Linked DNA regions of Zea mays: region 2 is linked to region 1. A link is a contact called in public Hi-C data. All regions are on one chromosome and are shown on one strand. Each heading gives the region's core, a stretch centred on a gene start, on an enhancer-like site or on the middle of the called end of the contact. The rest is flanking DNA. Distances are from core to core; before and after follow the strand shown. Region 1 holds the start of LOC100277467 (DUF3511 domain protein). Region 2 holds the start of LOC100383342 (D-alanine--D-alanine ligase family).

Region 1 (7,888 bases), core at 1,675-4,174:
GCTGATCGATCCACTTCCGTGATGGCGAGACGTTCGTGATTCGAGGACGGACCCTCGTCCTCTTCCGTGATGCCTTCTGTTTGCGTGGACGGCTTGGTTGTTCTTTTCCGCCACAAATTTTCGTTTCAGTGTTGGAAGGCCACGCGTTGATTGCGATGTGCGACAGGTGGTCGACAGGTACCTCGGCGAGGCGCGGGCGGCTCTCGCTGCGGCGGCGCAGGACACCGAGGATGCGGACGACGCGGCGGCGGCGGCGCTCGGCCTGGTGACCGTCGCCCTGGAGATGTCGCCGCGGGCCGAGGCGGCGCTGGAGCTCCGGGCGCGGGCGCTCCTCGCGCTCAGGCGCTACCGCGACGTCGCCGACATGCTCTGCGACTACATCCCCAGCTGCTGCGCCAAGTCGTGCTCGGCCGACGACGCCACCACCGCCTCGTCCTCCTCATCCTGCTCGTCTGGCTCCGGGGCAGATCTCCTGTCACCGGACCACGACCGCCCCGACGCTGGCCGCTTCCTGTGCTGCCTCGACGTGTCCGGCCTCAAGCGCCGCCTGGTCGCCACCTTCTCCAGCATCCACGCCCACCAGTGGAGGTACTTGGTCCTGGGCCAGGCTTGCTTCCACCTCGGCCTGATGGAGGACGCGTTGGTGCTTCTCCAAACCGGTCGCCGCCTCGCCTCCGCGGCGTTCCGGCGCGAGAGCGTGTGCTGGTCGGAGGACAGGTTCCCGCCCCCGTCGAACCTGCTGGCGCCCGCCAATACAAGGGCGGAGTCCGTGTCGCAGCTGCTGGCGCACGTGAAGCTGCTCCTCCGCCGCCGCGCCGCCGCGGTGGCGGCGCTGGACGCCGGCTTCCCCGGCGAGGCCGTGCGCCATTTCAACAAGGTGCTCGACACGCGCCGCAGCGTGCTGCCGCACCCCTTCGCCACGGCCTGCCTCGTGGGCCGCGCCGCGGCGTTCCGCTCGGCGGGGCGCCCCGCGGACGCCATCGCGGACTGCAACCGCGCGCTGGCGCTGGACCCGGCCTATATCCCAGCGCTGCGCGCGCGTGCCGACGTGCTGGAGTCGGTCGGGGCGCTTCCGGACTGCCTCCGGGACCTCGACCACCTGAAGCTCCTGTACGACGCCGCGCTCCGGGACGGCAAGCTGCCAGGCCCGTGCTGGCGCCCGCAGGGCGGCATCCGGTTCGCGGAGATCGCGGGCGCGCACCGCACGCTCACCGCGCGCATCCAGCAGCTCCGCGGCCGCGTCGCCGCCGGCGTCGACTACTACGCACTCCTCGGGGTGCGGCGCGGGTGCACGCGGTCGGAGCTGGAGCGCGCGCACCTGGTGCTGACGCTGAAGCTGAAGCCCGAGCGGTCGGTGTCGTTCGCGGAGAGGATGGAGCTCGTGGACGAGCACCGGGACCTGGAGGCGGTGCGCGACCAGGCGCGCATGTCGGCGCTGTTTCTGTACCGGATGCTGCAGAAGGGCTACTCGTTCATCATGTCGGCGGTGCTGGAGGAGAGAGGCAAGGACGCCGCTGCCACGGCAGGGCCGGAGGAAGAAGAAAAAGAGGTGGTGGCAACAGTGCAAGGGAGTGCCACTGCAAACGGTGGCAACATGCCTATGGCGACTGCAGCCACACCACCATTGATCCCGCCGTTCCATGGCGTGTTCTGCCGCGACATGGCGGTGGTGGGCACCCTGCTGTCCCGAGGCGGGTTCGACCGTCCGATTCCGGTGAATTGCGAGGCAATGAGCTGCTGATATGATGAACTTTGCTCTAGTGGCTGATTTGTTTCGGATTAAAACCGGGTTCAGAATGGATCATGCACATACATGTGACAACAACAACAACAACAACAACAAGAAGCTGGTAAATGGAAATGGATCCTGAACAGGTAAAAACACAATGCAATGCAATGCAAGCGCACAAGGAAAGGAACCGACGACATGCTCAGCTCAGCTCTGCTCTACTAGCTAGTTGTGAATGGCGGCGATGCGGTCGCACTTGGCCTTGACCCATCGGATGCCCCGGCGGATGGACGCCTTCACCTTGCCTTCCACCGCGTACGCCTTGTAGCTGGCCACCCGCCTCCGCCGCTTCATCTCCGCCGGGTCGCCGCCAACACCCAGCACGCTCCACGCGGCCAACCACTTCCCACCCGCCTTCACCTTACGCTGCTGATCCTCGCCGGCGACGTGGTAGGGCCGGTACGACGGCGCCATTCCTTCTTCCTCGACCTCCTGAGCTCCTTGGACTAGAGAAGGGAGTGGATTTGGATGGTCGACGAGACGCGAGGCAGGCTGACGATGCTTGCTTTGCTGCTGCAAGGAGGAATAAATGGAGCTCAGGGATTCTTGTCCGGCAGCGGCAGTAGGAGCATCCTATGCTTTGCACACAATCCATTCATCATCCATCACCACACAATCCATTCTCCAAACTTCAATATATGAACAATGCATATTGTACTACAAAATATTATTTTACACAACCATATACACGATCTGCTGGATATTATCTTATAATCTAGTAGATGACTCATCTATCCTTTTATAATCCAAGAAGAGGACTCATCTATCCTTTTTATAATCCAAGAAGAGGACGGTTTATAGACATGTTTCCTTTACCATCCAGACTATCTTATTACATAGATATCTACAAATCTGATAAGATCCTGCATCTTTGATTTTTTTTTGACGAGCCAAGTGTCTCTCTAACATGTGGGGCGAGTCCCTGGATAGCGTAGTCGAGCTCACAGACCCACTTGTCATGGTCTTTATTAGTTGATGTATTTTTAGTACCCTGATAAATATTCTTAACAATTGGAGCACAAATATCTTGCACCAGTTCATCTCCACCTACTATTGGTGCAATATGACAGACATACTTCACTGGATGACAGAAGGCAGGCACTATAGGCTTGACTTTATCACTTTTGTTCGTTTGTTGGGCTTCATTTCGATGGACATGTGTTTTGCTAAGTTTCATGATAAAAGGAATCTGATTGAACGTGAAATCACCTTCGTGTATGTCAACCCCACAACAGTTGATGCTCTTGTGAGAGATCTAAAGCCCTTATATGTTCTACAACCTTTTCCTCTAGAACATCAACCCCAAGATAGGATCAACTTGCAATCCCTATGGGTAGGATCAATTTCCAATCTCTATGGATATGCAAGAAATCTTATGGCAAGGTTTGGTCCTAGTGGCGCTCCCTTCTTGGTCTCTCATTTCATCTGGAATGAGTTACAGTTTGTGATCGAGGATTCCCACAAGACGTTCCCTATGCGCCTCATGTAATGTTTATCAATGAGCGGGTGATAGGATTTATCTTTCCACATGATGGTCTACATGAGACTTTCAGAGTAGAAAGGACTCACTCCTCTACCTATGTTGACCCTAGCCAACATCTTCTACTAGTGGTTGCCCTAGGGCATCGTTTGGAGGTGATCGTCCTCTCAGTTCTTTTGCCAGCGACTAACCTGTGTCCTCCTGCCCTTCTTCCTCTTCTCATAGGAAGAAGAGCAAGCTTCCACATTAGCTAAGTGCCATTTTTGGGACATGTTAATATACAACCAACGTGACCTATGAGGCATGGCTTGAGATTCGTGAGCTGCATAAACGCTCTGTCCTACCTCCTCTCGAGGCTCCTCCTCCTGCTTACAGTGATATATCCATTGGCCGACAGGATTCTCTAGTTACACTTCTACTTCTCACAAAGACGGTCACGCAGTTGTTTCGGATGATGTCGATGATGGTGATGGTGATGGTGGTGGTGCACAGGGAGGAGACGACATTCCATGGGACACGGTAGGGGTTGAGGATGATTCACTTCTTATTTCCTCTTCTTTTTCCTTTTTGGTGCTTGGTGCCAAAGAGGATAAGTGTTGACGATGGGAAAGGGTTCAATTTCTTTCTATTGTCATGGACGTTCTCAGCATTCTTAGATGTGTGAGATGAGAAATATTAGAGTTAGGATAGCGCTCTGTGCATTCTAAACTTGGTTTGTAATAATTATTCTCTCACTCTTTATGTTGAACCTATCTACATTTATATATAAGCATGTTTCATTACTCCATATGTCGGGTACCTGAGAACGGGTACCCAAAGAAGGCCCAAAAGACCCCCAAAGATGGCCCACTAACCGACCGACCCACCAGCCGAACAACCTGGCGGGTCGAAATTGCCGACCAACCTACCTGCCGAGCAACACTATCGAGCAACTCAGCGAGGCGGGGCTACCGATCAACCTGCCTACCGAGCAACCAACGAGGCTGGGTTGTCGTCAACCTGCCTGCCGAGCAACCCAGCGAGGTGGGGCTGCCAACCAACCTGCCTGCCGAGAAACCTAGTAAGATGACAACCGGCTCTCAAACGAACACCTCTGCAGGGGAAGAGCAGACCTAGTACTATCAAGCCACAACGGTACAATGATACATATCATCATCAAGTTGTGTCCAGACCATGGGAGTAGTAAAGAAGGGTCTCTATCAAGCACGACGCCGGATACGTATCCCCGCTGGCCAGTGGGTCCATTCAACGCCAACCAAAGGGACCTCAGCATCAGGGTCTCTACAGTGACCCATACACTAGAGGGGATAGAGAAATATGTCGTACCAGGCATACACCTGTGCATTATGAAAGGTGACACTAAGGGGATGACAGAAGATGAAGTTGTACCGAAGACACCCCTAAATCCCACCTCGAGCTGACTCGGTAGGACCCACCAAACACTGCTATATCTATATCAGAATAGCTACAGGAACTCATATGGCGAACGGACAAGACACGACGCCATACCAGGGGTATGAAGGCGCACGACCTAGCAGATGACACCATATGGGCTACGAGACCCAGAAGTAGGAGTCTGAACTGAAAGGGAATTAGGCTTACACCTATTTCCTAAATGATTTTGGTGGTTGAATTGCCCAACACAAATAATTGGACTAACTAGTTTGCTCTAGTGTATAAGTTATACAAGTGTCAAAGGTTCGCACTTAGCCAATAAAAAGACCAAGTATGGGGTTCAACAAAGAGAGCAAGGGATAACCGAAGGCACCTCTGGTCTGGCACACCGGACTATCCGGTGTGCCACCGGATAGTGTCCGGTGCACCAGAGGACTCCAAGTCAAACTCATCACCTTCGAGAAAATCCAGAGGCGCTCCACTATAATTCACCGGACTGTCCGGTGTACACCGGATAGTGTCCGGTGCCCCAGGGAAGAGCGGCTCTGGAACTCGCCAGCTTCGGGAAATTGCTCCGCTATAATTCACCGGACTGTCCGGTGTACACCGGACTGTCCGGTGAGCTAGCAGAGCAACGGCTACTTCGCACCAACGGTCACCTGCAGAAGCATTAAATGCGCGCCAGAGCGCGCAGAAGTCAGAGACGCGCGCGCTGGCACACCGGACACTCTACAGTACATGTCCGGTGTGCCACCGGACATCCAGGTGGGCCTAGAAGACAGAGCTCCAACGGTCGGAACCCAACGGCCTTGGTGACGTGGCTGGCGCACCGGACATGTCCGGTGTGCACCGGACTGTCCGATGCACCATACGACAGTCAGCCACCACCAAACGACTAGTTTGGTGGTTGGGGCTATAAATACCCCCAACCACCCCACATTCAAGTCATCCAAGTTTTCCCACTTCAACTACTTACAAGAGCTCTAGCATTCAATTCTAGACACACCCAAGTGATCAAATCCTCTCCAAACTCCACACAACGCCCTAGTGATTAGAGAGAGAGATTTGCTTGTGTTCTTTCGAGCTCTTGCGCTTGGATTGCTTTCTTCTTTCTTTGATTCTTCATTGCGATCAAACTCACTTGTAATTGAGGCAAGAGACTCCAATCTTATGGTGGTCCTTGTGGGAACTTTGTGTTCCAAGCATTTGAGAAGAGAAAGCTCACTCGGTCCGAGGGACCATTTGAGAGAGGGAAAGGGTTGAAAGAGACCCGGTCTTTGTGACCACCTCAACGGGGAGTAGGTTTGCGAGAACCGAACCTCGGTAAAACAAATCCGCGTGTCACACTCTTTATTTGCTTGAGATTTGTTTTGCACCCTCTCTCTCGCGGACTCAATTATATTTCTAACGCTAACCCGGCTTGTAGTTGTTATTATTTTTGAGAATTTCAGTTTCGCCCTATTCACCCCCCCCTCTAGGCAACTTTCAATTAGTATCAGAACCCGGTGCTTCATTAGAGCCTAACCGCTCGAAGTGATGTCGGGAGATCTCGCCAAGAAGGAGATGGATACCGGCGAAAAGCCCACTACAAGCAACGAGAAAGCTCTATCGGGAGAGTCCCGCAACAAGGAAAGGAGGAAGGAAAAGAAGAAGGAGAAGAAGACTTCCTCCCACAAGTCGCATCAGAGTGGCGACAAGATAAAGAAGATGAGGAAGGTGGTCTACTACGAGACCGACACTTCATCGCCATCTACCTCCGGCTCCGACGCACCCTCCATAACTTCTAAGCGCCATGAGCGCAAGAAGTTTAGTAAGATCCCCTTACATTATCCTCGTACCTCTAGACATACTCCATTACTTTCCGTTCCATTAGGCAAACCACCAACCTTTGACGGTGAAGATTATGCTAGGTGGAGTGATTTAATGAAATTTCATCTAACCTCACTCCACAAAAGTATATGGAATGTTGTTGAGTTTGGAGCACAGGTACCATCCGTAGGGGATGAGGATTATGATGAGGACGAGGTGGCCCAAATCGAGCACTTCAACTCCCAAGCCACAACCATACTCCTCGCCTCTCTAAGTAAGGAGGAGTACAACAAGGTGCAAGGACTAAAAAGCGCCAAGGAAGTTTGGGACGTGCTCAAGACGACGCAAGAGGGTGATGAACTCACCAAGATCACCAAGCGGGAAACGATCGAGGGGGAGCTCAGTCGCTTCCGTCTTCGCCAAGGGGAGGAGCCACAAGATATGTACAACCGGCTCAAAACCTTGGTGAACCAAGTGCGCAACCTTGGGAGCAAAAAGTGGGATGACCACAAAGTGGTTAAGGTTATTCTAAGATCTCTTATTTTCCTTAACCCTACTCAAGTACAATTAATTCGTGGTAATTCTAGATATACACTAATGACTCTCGAGGAAGTAATCGGGAATTTTGTGAGCTTTGAATTTATGATTAAGGGCTCACGGAAGATCAACGAGCTTGACGGTCCCTCCACGTCCGAAGCTCAACCGGTTGCATTTAAGGCGACGGAGGAGAAGAAGGAGGAGTCTACACCAAATAGACAACCAATCGACGCCTCCAAGCTCGACAATGAGGAAATGGCGCTCGTCATCAAGAGCTTCCGCCAAATCCTCAAACAAAGGAGGGGGAAAGACTACAAACCTCGCTCCAAGAAAGTGTGTTACAAATGTGGTAAGCCCGGTCATTTTATTGCAAAATGTCCTATATCTAGTGACAGTGACAGGGGCGACGACAAGAAGGGGAGAAGAAAGGAGAAGAAGAGATACTACAAGAAGAAGGGCGGCGATGCCCATGTTTGTCGGGAGTGGGACTCCGACGAAAGCTCTAGCGACTCCTCCGACGACGAGGACGCCGCCAACATCGCCGTCACCAAGGGACTTCTCTTCCCCAACGTCGGCCACAAGTGCCTCATGGCAAAGGACGACAAAAAGAAGAAGGTTAAATCTAAATCCTCCACTAGATATGAGTCTTCTAGTGATGAAAATGCTAGTGACGAGGAAGATAACTTACACACTCTTTTTGCCAACCTAAACATGCAACAAAAAGAAAGTTAAATGAATTAATTAGTGCCATCCATGAGAAGGATGATCTCTTAGACTCCCAAGAGGACTTCCTAATCAAGGAAAACAAAAAGCATGTTAAGGTTAAAAATGCTTATGCTCTAGAAGTTGAAAAATGTGAAAAATTATCTAGTGAGCTA
Region 2 (7,888 bases), core at 2,671-5,170, 140 kb after region 1:
AGCCTTTCATGCGCAAAGCTTGTTGGAGAAAGGACCAATTGACCTTGTCATAGGCCTTCTCAAAGTCGAGTTTTAGTACGACGCCATCAAGCTTCTTCCTGTGTAACTCGTGGATCGTCTCGTGTAAAATAATGACTCCCTCCATAATGTTTCTTCCTGACATGAAAGCAGTTTGAGAAGGCTTAATGACTTTCTGTGCTACTAGAGCCACACGGTTCGTCATTACCTTGGTGAAAATCTTAAAGCTCACATTAAGCAGGCATATAGGTCTAAATTGTTGAATTTGTTTGGCCTCTTTTTGCTTGGGGAGTAAAGTAATTATACCAAAGTTGAGATAGTACAGGGGCAGATTTCCCTTATGGAACTCAAGAAAGAGGCATAGTAAATCGACTTTGATTACGTCCCAGAAGACTTGATAAAATTCAGCTGGGAAGCCATCAGGTCCTGGTGCCTTATTATGTTCCATATGGAAGATTGCCTTCTTGACTTCATCCATCATAAATGGTGAAGTAAGAATTTCATTTTCCAGGTCAGTTACCTGTGGGATATCGTCTCTGACCGATTCAACCATGGAAAAATGGTTGGGTTCTGATGCACCAAAGAGGCCCTTGTAATAGATAGTGATAAATCTTTTAAGATTTTCATCACCCTCAATAGTGCAGTTCTCTTGTTCTAACCAGAATATCCTCGTTTTTCTATGTTTCCCATTTGCTACCAGCTGAAAGTACTTAGTATTACAATCACCCTGTAACAACTTAGTTGTTTTGGCTCTTTGGTACCATTTAATTTCTTCCTCTCTTAGCATGTGAGCTAGACGCTGCTTTAGACACTGCTTTAAGTCAAGTTCTTGAGCAGTAAGCATCTGCGTTTCGGCCTTTTTGTCTAAATCATCAGCCTTCTTAATAATTTGCTCTTTCTCTTTTTTTATATGCACCACTGGTATTTTTCGCCCAACCCCTTAGGAATTGGCGTAGTCTTTGAATTTTGAACTGCCATTTTTGTAGTGGGGACCAACCTCTATTCTCATTTTTCCAAACCTGTGTCACCATATCCGAGAAACCTTCTCTCAGAAACCAGCCGAGCTTAAATTTAAAAGGAGGCTGATTGTTTGAGTGGGTTCCACTTCCCGTGTTCATGAGCAGTGGAGTGTGGTCAGAAATTTCTCTCGTCAAAGCTTGAACCGTTGTCAAAGGATACTTTGACTCCCACTCGGTAGTAACCAAGATACGGTCAAGAGTCTCAAAGGTGGGTACACTTCTAGAGTTAGCCCAAGTGAATTTCCGATTTGACAATCCCAATTCCCGGAGATCCAAGCTATCAATGACTGCATTAAAAAGGAAAGGCCATCTATCATTGTAGTTGTCATTATTTTTTTCATGTTGGTTTCTAATGATATTGAAATCACCACCAACAATAAGAGGTAGGTTTTCTTTGGCACAAGTTTGCACCAGTTCAGCCAGAAAAGATTCCTTGAATTCATCTTGTGCAGCCCCATAGACCGCCACCAGAACCCAACTAAAGCCATCATCCTTGTTTCGTAGATGGAACTTCACATAGAAGTCACCCACATCAATACTACCGATGTCAAAAACTTCCAGATTAACACCTAGTAGGATGCCTCCGGACCTACCATGAGGTTTCGACCAGTGCCATAAGAAGTCCCGACCAGCACAAATATTATTCAAAGTACTTTGTGTGAAATCATGTTTTCCTATTTCGAGTAACGCAATGAAATCTAGCTTCTCTTCTTTACTAGTATCGGAAATGAACCTGAATTTAGCCAAGTCACCAAGACCTCTGCTATTCCAAAAAATTCCTTTCATTTTGTACACCTTTTATGTTTCTTAACAAACTTTATTTTTGTGCTACCTTTGCTTCTTGAGGAGCCTTTTGATTTATTTTTCTTAAAGACAGTGTGGAAATCACAACTTAGGTGATCACTGTCCTCATCCATAACCTCCTCCACAAAGTCACCACATAAGTGTCCAAGAGTGAGATTGTAAGATTCATACTTGTCCACCTCATCATTATCAGAATGTTCAAACTCTGAGCCAGAAAAAAACGTGCTACTATCTAATTGGGGTTCAGAATTGTGGAGCTCAAGTCTATTTAAAAGAGAAACTGAATCTGAAACTTGTTTTTGATTAGAGCCTAGAGATACCCCTATATTGCTAACCATAGTAGAGATAACATCATTAGGAAAAGAGAAAGGGCCAGAGGATATGGATTTACCTGGACCGTCAAGATTCCTCCATGCAGCCCTCAGCTTGGCCTTCTCCAAAATGTGGTGATCAGCCCCGCCCGCAAGCCTTGGGCTTGAACGTGTGGGCTGCGACACCACCTCCTTGATCCCCGCAGCGGCCACCAGCATATCTGATGAGAGGGCGCCAAGTCCAGGCTGCTGCAGCCCCCTCCTGGAGCAAGGCGGCGCAGAGACAGCCCCACGGCGCGCATAAACCGCAAGGCATTCCCGCGGCCGACCAGGATGCGATTCCTGCACCAGATCAGCAGCCACCATTGTGGCCTCAGTATCAGCCATCAACATGGCCTCAGAAGGAGATCCACCACCGCACACACCATCATCAGATACCCCTCCAACCACAGAAAACGCAGCAGGCAATTTGTCCACCAACACACCATCTAGTGAGCCACCATTCACAACCTTCATGGGACAATCAGTAGGAGATTCAGCCACCATGTCAATAGAAATGCCATCAGCTGCTCCTTCCAAGTATTCGCCATCTTCCTCCGCGAGAACTTTGTCAACACAAAAGTCAAGCGACATATCCACGACTATATCCATAATTTCATTTGCCATTTTCCTGATCTTTTCCTCCGTATCTACTCCATGCTCAAGTGCCAAAACAGGGGCTGCAGAGGTGCCACCAGGGGCAGCCCCACCCATTCCCATAGAAGTGTCACTTCCATTTTGGCAGCGAGAGAGGTCCTTCTTAGAGCGCTTCCCCTCTCTGTCCAAGCTACTGCTATCATTGGGATCATCTTCATCCATGTTCTCATTGTCGCCATCATTTCCATCCCCAAAATTCTGGTTTACTTCATCACCGTTTTCATCAAAACCCACTGATTCGACCTCGAATCTTAATTCAAAGTAGTGGTCGCCGATAACAGCATCCAACTTTGTCGGCAACAACTTGGGATCCAACACAGCAACCAACACCCGGCCAAAATTGTTCTTGCGAGTAGTTTCCATATCAACCGTTTGTGTAGACCCAAGCATAGACCTAATGGCCCAGAGATTCAAAAATTCTCTCAATTTCTTCCTGATTCCGGTGACCCGAATCCAAACCTTAGGTAACAGAAAACCTTCCTCCTCCTCATGCCATTCCTGAAATTGCATCCTTGTCCCCATGGGCACATTTTTATCCCGGACATCCGCACCCCCAAAGGCAATGACCCTCTGTAGCTCATTCTTAGATGGAAACGTGACAATGAAAGAGTTCTGCTCATGAACAACAGGTTCCCAATTCCACTTACTTGAAACAACACGTTGCAATTGCGCCACCAACTGATCACCCGAAAGAGTACTACCAACAACCGTAACAAGGGCTGTTTTGGAATCCTTTTTCCTGAGAGTGGCGGATGAGGTATATGATAGAAACCCAAGCCAGACATCTATTGTTAGCTTTTAACACTCATCTTTGAATTTGTTATGCTAAAGTTTAGTTAAAAGTATAGTGACAAACTTTAGCATGCACCATAGATGTAAAGTTCAAGCAATAAACATAGGGGGCATCGTAATCATAATAAGCCGACGTACTACAGGCAATTGCCGCCCCGGAACTAAAATATGAGACGGCCGTCCAAATTATTATTATTAACAACAATATGAGACTGGACGGGATGACACAAATAACGTTGATCATGAAATGCCTCTTTGGCATTGCACCATCGCCAGCCAGGGGAAGACGACGAGCCGGCGCCGGCCGCTTCCTCCGCTACAAAAAGGGATATGGGCCTGGGCGTTGCCACGCCTTCCGCACTTCACATCGCTCTCCCGCTTTCCCACTCCCGCGTCGGCTCCCAGCACCAGCTACTCCTCCACGGTGCACGGCCGCATCAGCACGATCGCTGCCTAGCCTGCCTGCCTGCCCTGCTCCCCCACCATGCTGCTCTCGCGTCCCCAAACCCTGCCCCTGCCCCGGGCCCGGCTCTCTTCCCCGACCCTTCGCCACCTCCGCGCCCTCGCCGCGCCGCTCCGCGCGCTCGTCTCGTCCCCGCCACTAGGGTTCACGTCCGCGGCGCGAGGCCCCGCTCCGCTCCGCGCGGCGGTGTCCGAGTCCGATCGCGAGCAGCGGGAGGCTGGGGTGGAGGCGGGGGAGCAGGGGAGGCCGCTCCGCGTCGGCCTCGTCTGCGGCGGGCCCTCCGGCGAGAGGGGCGTCTCCCTCAACTCCGCGCGCTCGGTGCTGGATCACATCCAGGTATGCGGTCCGCACTCACGCGTCTGTTTCGCCTCGCTTGTTGAGTTCAAATACTGATACCGTTGCCGTTCGTGGCGCGGAGACGCGCGGGTTTGAGAAGACATAGCGACGCGTTACTGGGAGTTGGATTCGAGCTGCTGCCGCTTTGACTTTTGAGCTACACTTTCTGTGAGACTAGTGCCGTTGCTTATTGCTTTGATGATTCGGGTCAGCGCCGCCCGCCCAGGGGCCAAGGGGTCACTGACTACTGCGATGACCAGACCACTCTTTTTTTAACAGAGTAGAACCCCATTTCTATTAAGAATAATTAGATCTATACCATTAAAATATTACAATTTTAGATATATAACATTGGCTTCACATATCATTCACTCATGTGGATCCCACATATAAATGAGATATCAATGATATATATCAAAAGTTGTAATACATATCCAAATTTCCCGTTCTATTAATTTGCATAACAGAAATGCATACATTTGAGTTTTAGAGAGAGCTACAGAGCTCACTCATCATTTCTGCTAGGAACTAGTAGTGCTTCGAACTTGATGCCGACTGTACTGTGTAGTGTGCACCGAAACCATTCGCGCCTGTGTGCTGCCTCGTCACTCGCGTTCGTATTCCCTTTCATGGTCCAATGCAGGGAGAGGATTTGGTCGTCTGCTGCTACTACATTGACTGTGCTATGAAGGCCTTCGCGATATCTCCTGCGCAGGTGACGTCACGTGCTCGGATTCTCTTGGCTGTTAATAATAATAATAATAATAATAATGCTATAACCAGAATATACTCTGGTGAGTGGTGGTTGTGCTGTCTGTGTCATTTTTTAATTGAGTTGGTCACACACTATTTTTTTATAGCAACTCTCCCTAGTTGCTTGTCTGTTAGTGTTATTTATAGAGACCCCCTGATCGAGGAACCAAGCTCTGCTCAGCTTAGCAACAGAATTTTCTCAATTTTTGTTAGTTTTAGAAAACCCTGTGGTCAGCTCAAACTTTTTCTTTTGCGATTCCAAGGTGCTCAGCTTATATGGATTTCTGCACCTTCACTGGGGATAGTTACATTTATTCGAGCAACTTCAATATACTGTAATAAGATAAAGGTTCCCTTGGTTGAATTTGGTTAACAATTGCATGTTCTGTTTTGCTGAAGCTAGTACCTAAATGACAAAGCCTTTTATCTTTTATAAAGTTGTTTGAGACATGTACTTCGGTTGCTAGTTGCTATTTTACAAACTCGTATTCAGTCAGAGTAATATAACTGTTCCACATGTTTTGCCCCACAGCTATATTCCAACACACCTTCGGATTTTGACTTCAAACTTGAAAGGTAAACCTGTTGATAGACAATTCTTGTTTCTTGCTAATATTATCATTCCAATTTATTTTCTTTTTCATTTTTAAGCTTCACTTCTGCAGTTTAGCCCAAGAATTTGATTCCCTATCTGACTTCGCGGAGCATCTCGCCACAAATGTTGACATTGTCTTCCCAGTGATCCATGGGAAATTTGGTGAAGATGGAGGCATTCAGGTTTGTTAGTACCAGTGAAATCTGGTTTACAAGGGAAAAAAATCAATTCATGCCCGTTAATTCTATGATTCACTTGGCATTGCACTAGCTAGTGTTTGAATGGTTCTTAGTTGACTGCTGTTTACACACTCACCTGTTAACTTAATATTTGTGGGTGTGACATCCATATGTTCGTAATCTCTTTGAAATATTCAGGAGCTTTTGGAGAAAGCAAATGTTCCATTTGTTGGGACACCCTCTAAGGAATGCCAGCGTGCTTTTGACAAGGTACATTGTATGTTTCTTTCATTATTGCTCTTGACAATATATGTCATCAGCTTCTCCCTACCATCCTTCTATGTAGTTGCATACTTGGATTAGCCCCCTGTTCAGTGCCATCCCCATCCCAGCTTTTTCTGAATTGATGGGAAAGTATTCTAGCATTATCCGTGAAACTTGTCTGCTGATTATGGATATTGTGGAACTTAATAGGACAAATTGTTCCATGTATTGAGCAATTGGAGTTTATAAAATGTCATCCAGTGGGTAGGTTAAAACTCAAAAAAATCGCTACAATGTACGATCTTCTAAAGATGCTATGTGAAATGTGACGTGTCCACCAATATCTTGTTTTTTCGCTATTGTAACTTGTAATTTCATTTAATGTCAGTGGATCCATTTGTTCTGTTCCTGATTTTAATCTTGAACATGGCTGCAGCATAATGCGTCGCTCGAGCTCAACGCACAAGGTTTCTTAACAGTGCCCAACTTTCTTGTGGAGGTAAGGTTTGTTTGTCATTTCATAGTGCGCTCACCGCTCAATGTGATATGCACTATATCTTTATTAATGGGCATAATATGTAATTTAGTTGAAAAACAGGCATTGAGAGTCAAAAAAATTTAATCTTGGGCACTATGCTTTTTTATGCTACATATATTTGAAAATAAGTTTTGGTTTAATTGATCTGTCGCTTCCAGTGGACTGAATCTTAATTAATACTTGGAAAAAGTAACAAAAGATTTTCTTGTCTGTCACAATATTACCACAGTAGTTAAGCAAAAATGGGAGTGTGGTCACTAATTCTGATGCTCTTCTTTGGTGACCTGATCATGTATCCTGTAATTTCTGTTCAAAAAATGTATCCTGCAATCGTGTCTATCACAAATCAGAAGGACAAGTTGGCTAAGCCGGAGTTAGAGGCATGGTTCCAAACCGTCAATCTGAACAAAGAAAATGGCAAAACGATTGTAAGTAATAATGTTTTACTTTAAAGATTGTTTTCAGGGTTGGATTGGTGAAGGGATAACTTCTGATATGCTTGCACAGGTCAAACCTACAAGGGCTGGGTCAAGCATTGGCGTAGTTGTTGCTTATGGTGTGAATGATGCTGCCCAGAAAGCTGAGGAAATTATTTCAGAGGTGCAGAAACTTTCTACTATACTTCTGGAATCATTCAGGTTAAACTCAGTAATAATTTTGAGACCTGAAATCCTCTGCTGATTGACAGGGAATTGATGATAAAGTTATCATAGAGGTTTTCATTGAAGGGGGCACTGAGTTTACAGCCATCGTGGTTGATGTTGGGATTGCTAACAACAGTGAGCCTGTTGTTCTGCTTCCAACAGAAGTATGTCTTCATTTACTTATCTGTTGTTCTGTCATGCTGGAGACATTGTAACAACTTGACCAAATATAACGGATGGTCCTCTTAGGACAAAAGAAATATGATGTTATCTATTGACAAGTTTAAACTGAATGTGTTAGATAACCTGAATTAGCCTATTTTATTTTCCTTTCCTTTTTGCAGGTTGAGCTTCAGTACTCCAACAATAGTGATACCAAGGAGGACACAATATTTAACTACCGCAAGAAGTACCTTCCAAGTCGACAGGTATACTAAAATACAAGTTCTAGGGCTCATTTGAAATGAACTTACAGA

The links. A called contact is a pair of places that touch in the nucleus more often than the background predicts.
Region 2: a contact with region 1 is called in a Hi-C map of ear, with 2.8 times the contacts expected there. The contact joins the promoter of LOC100383342 here to the promoter of LOC100277467 in region 1. A contact is called at or near these places in 3 of 25 Hi-C or Micro-C datasets (ear and leaf).

The regions. Positions count from the first base shown.
Region 1 is chr2:224,641,294-224,649,181 of Zm-B73-REFERENCE-NAM-5.0, forward strand. It overlaps LOC100277467 (DUF3511 domain protein), which reads right to left and starts at 2,925. Exons shown (of 1, transcript XM_008672457.4): 1 at 1,744-2,925. The coding sequence starts at 2,203. The coding sequence ends at 1,955. LOC103647954 reads left to right here. Exons shown (of 2, transcript NM_001346997.2): 2 at 167-1,785. The coding sequence ends at 1,741.
Region 2 is chr2:224,780,294-224,788,181 of Zm-B73-REFERENCE-NAM-5.0, forward strand. It overlaps LOC100383342 (D-alanine--D-alanine ligase family), which reads left to right and starts at 3,921. Exons shown (of 24, transcript XM_008672460.3): 1 at 3,921-4,439; 2 at 5,083-5,154; 3 at 5,725-5,768; 4 at 5,858-5,969; 5 at 6,165-6,236; 6 at 6,667-6,729; 7 at 7,119-7,196; 8 at 7,276-7,368; 9 at 7,457-7,576; 10 at 7,757-7,840. The coding sequence starts at 4,125.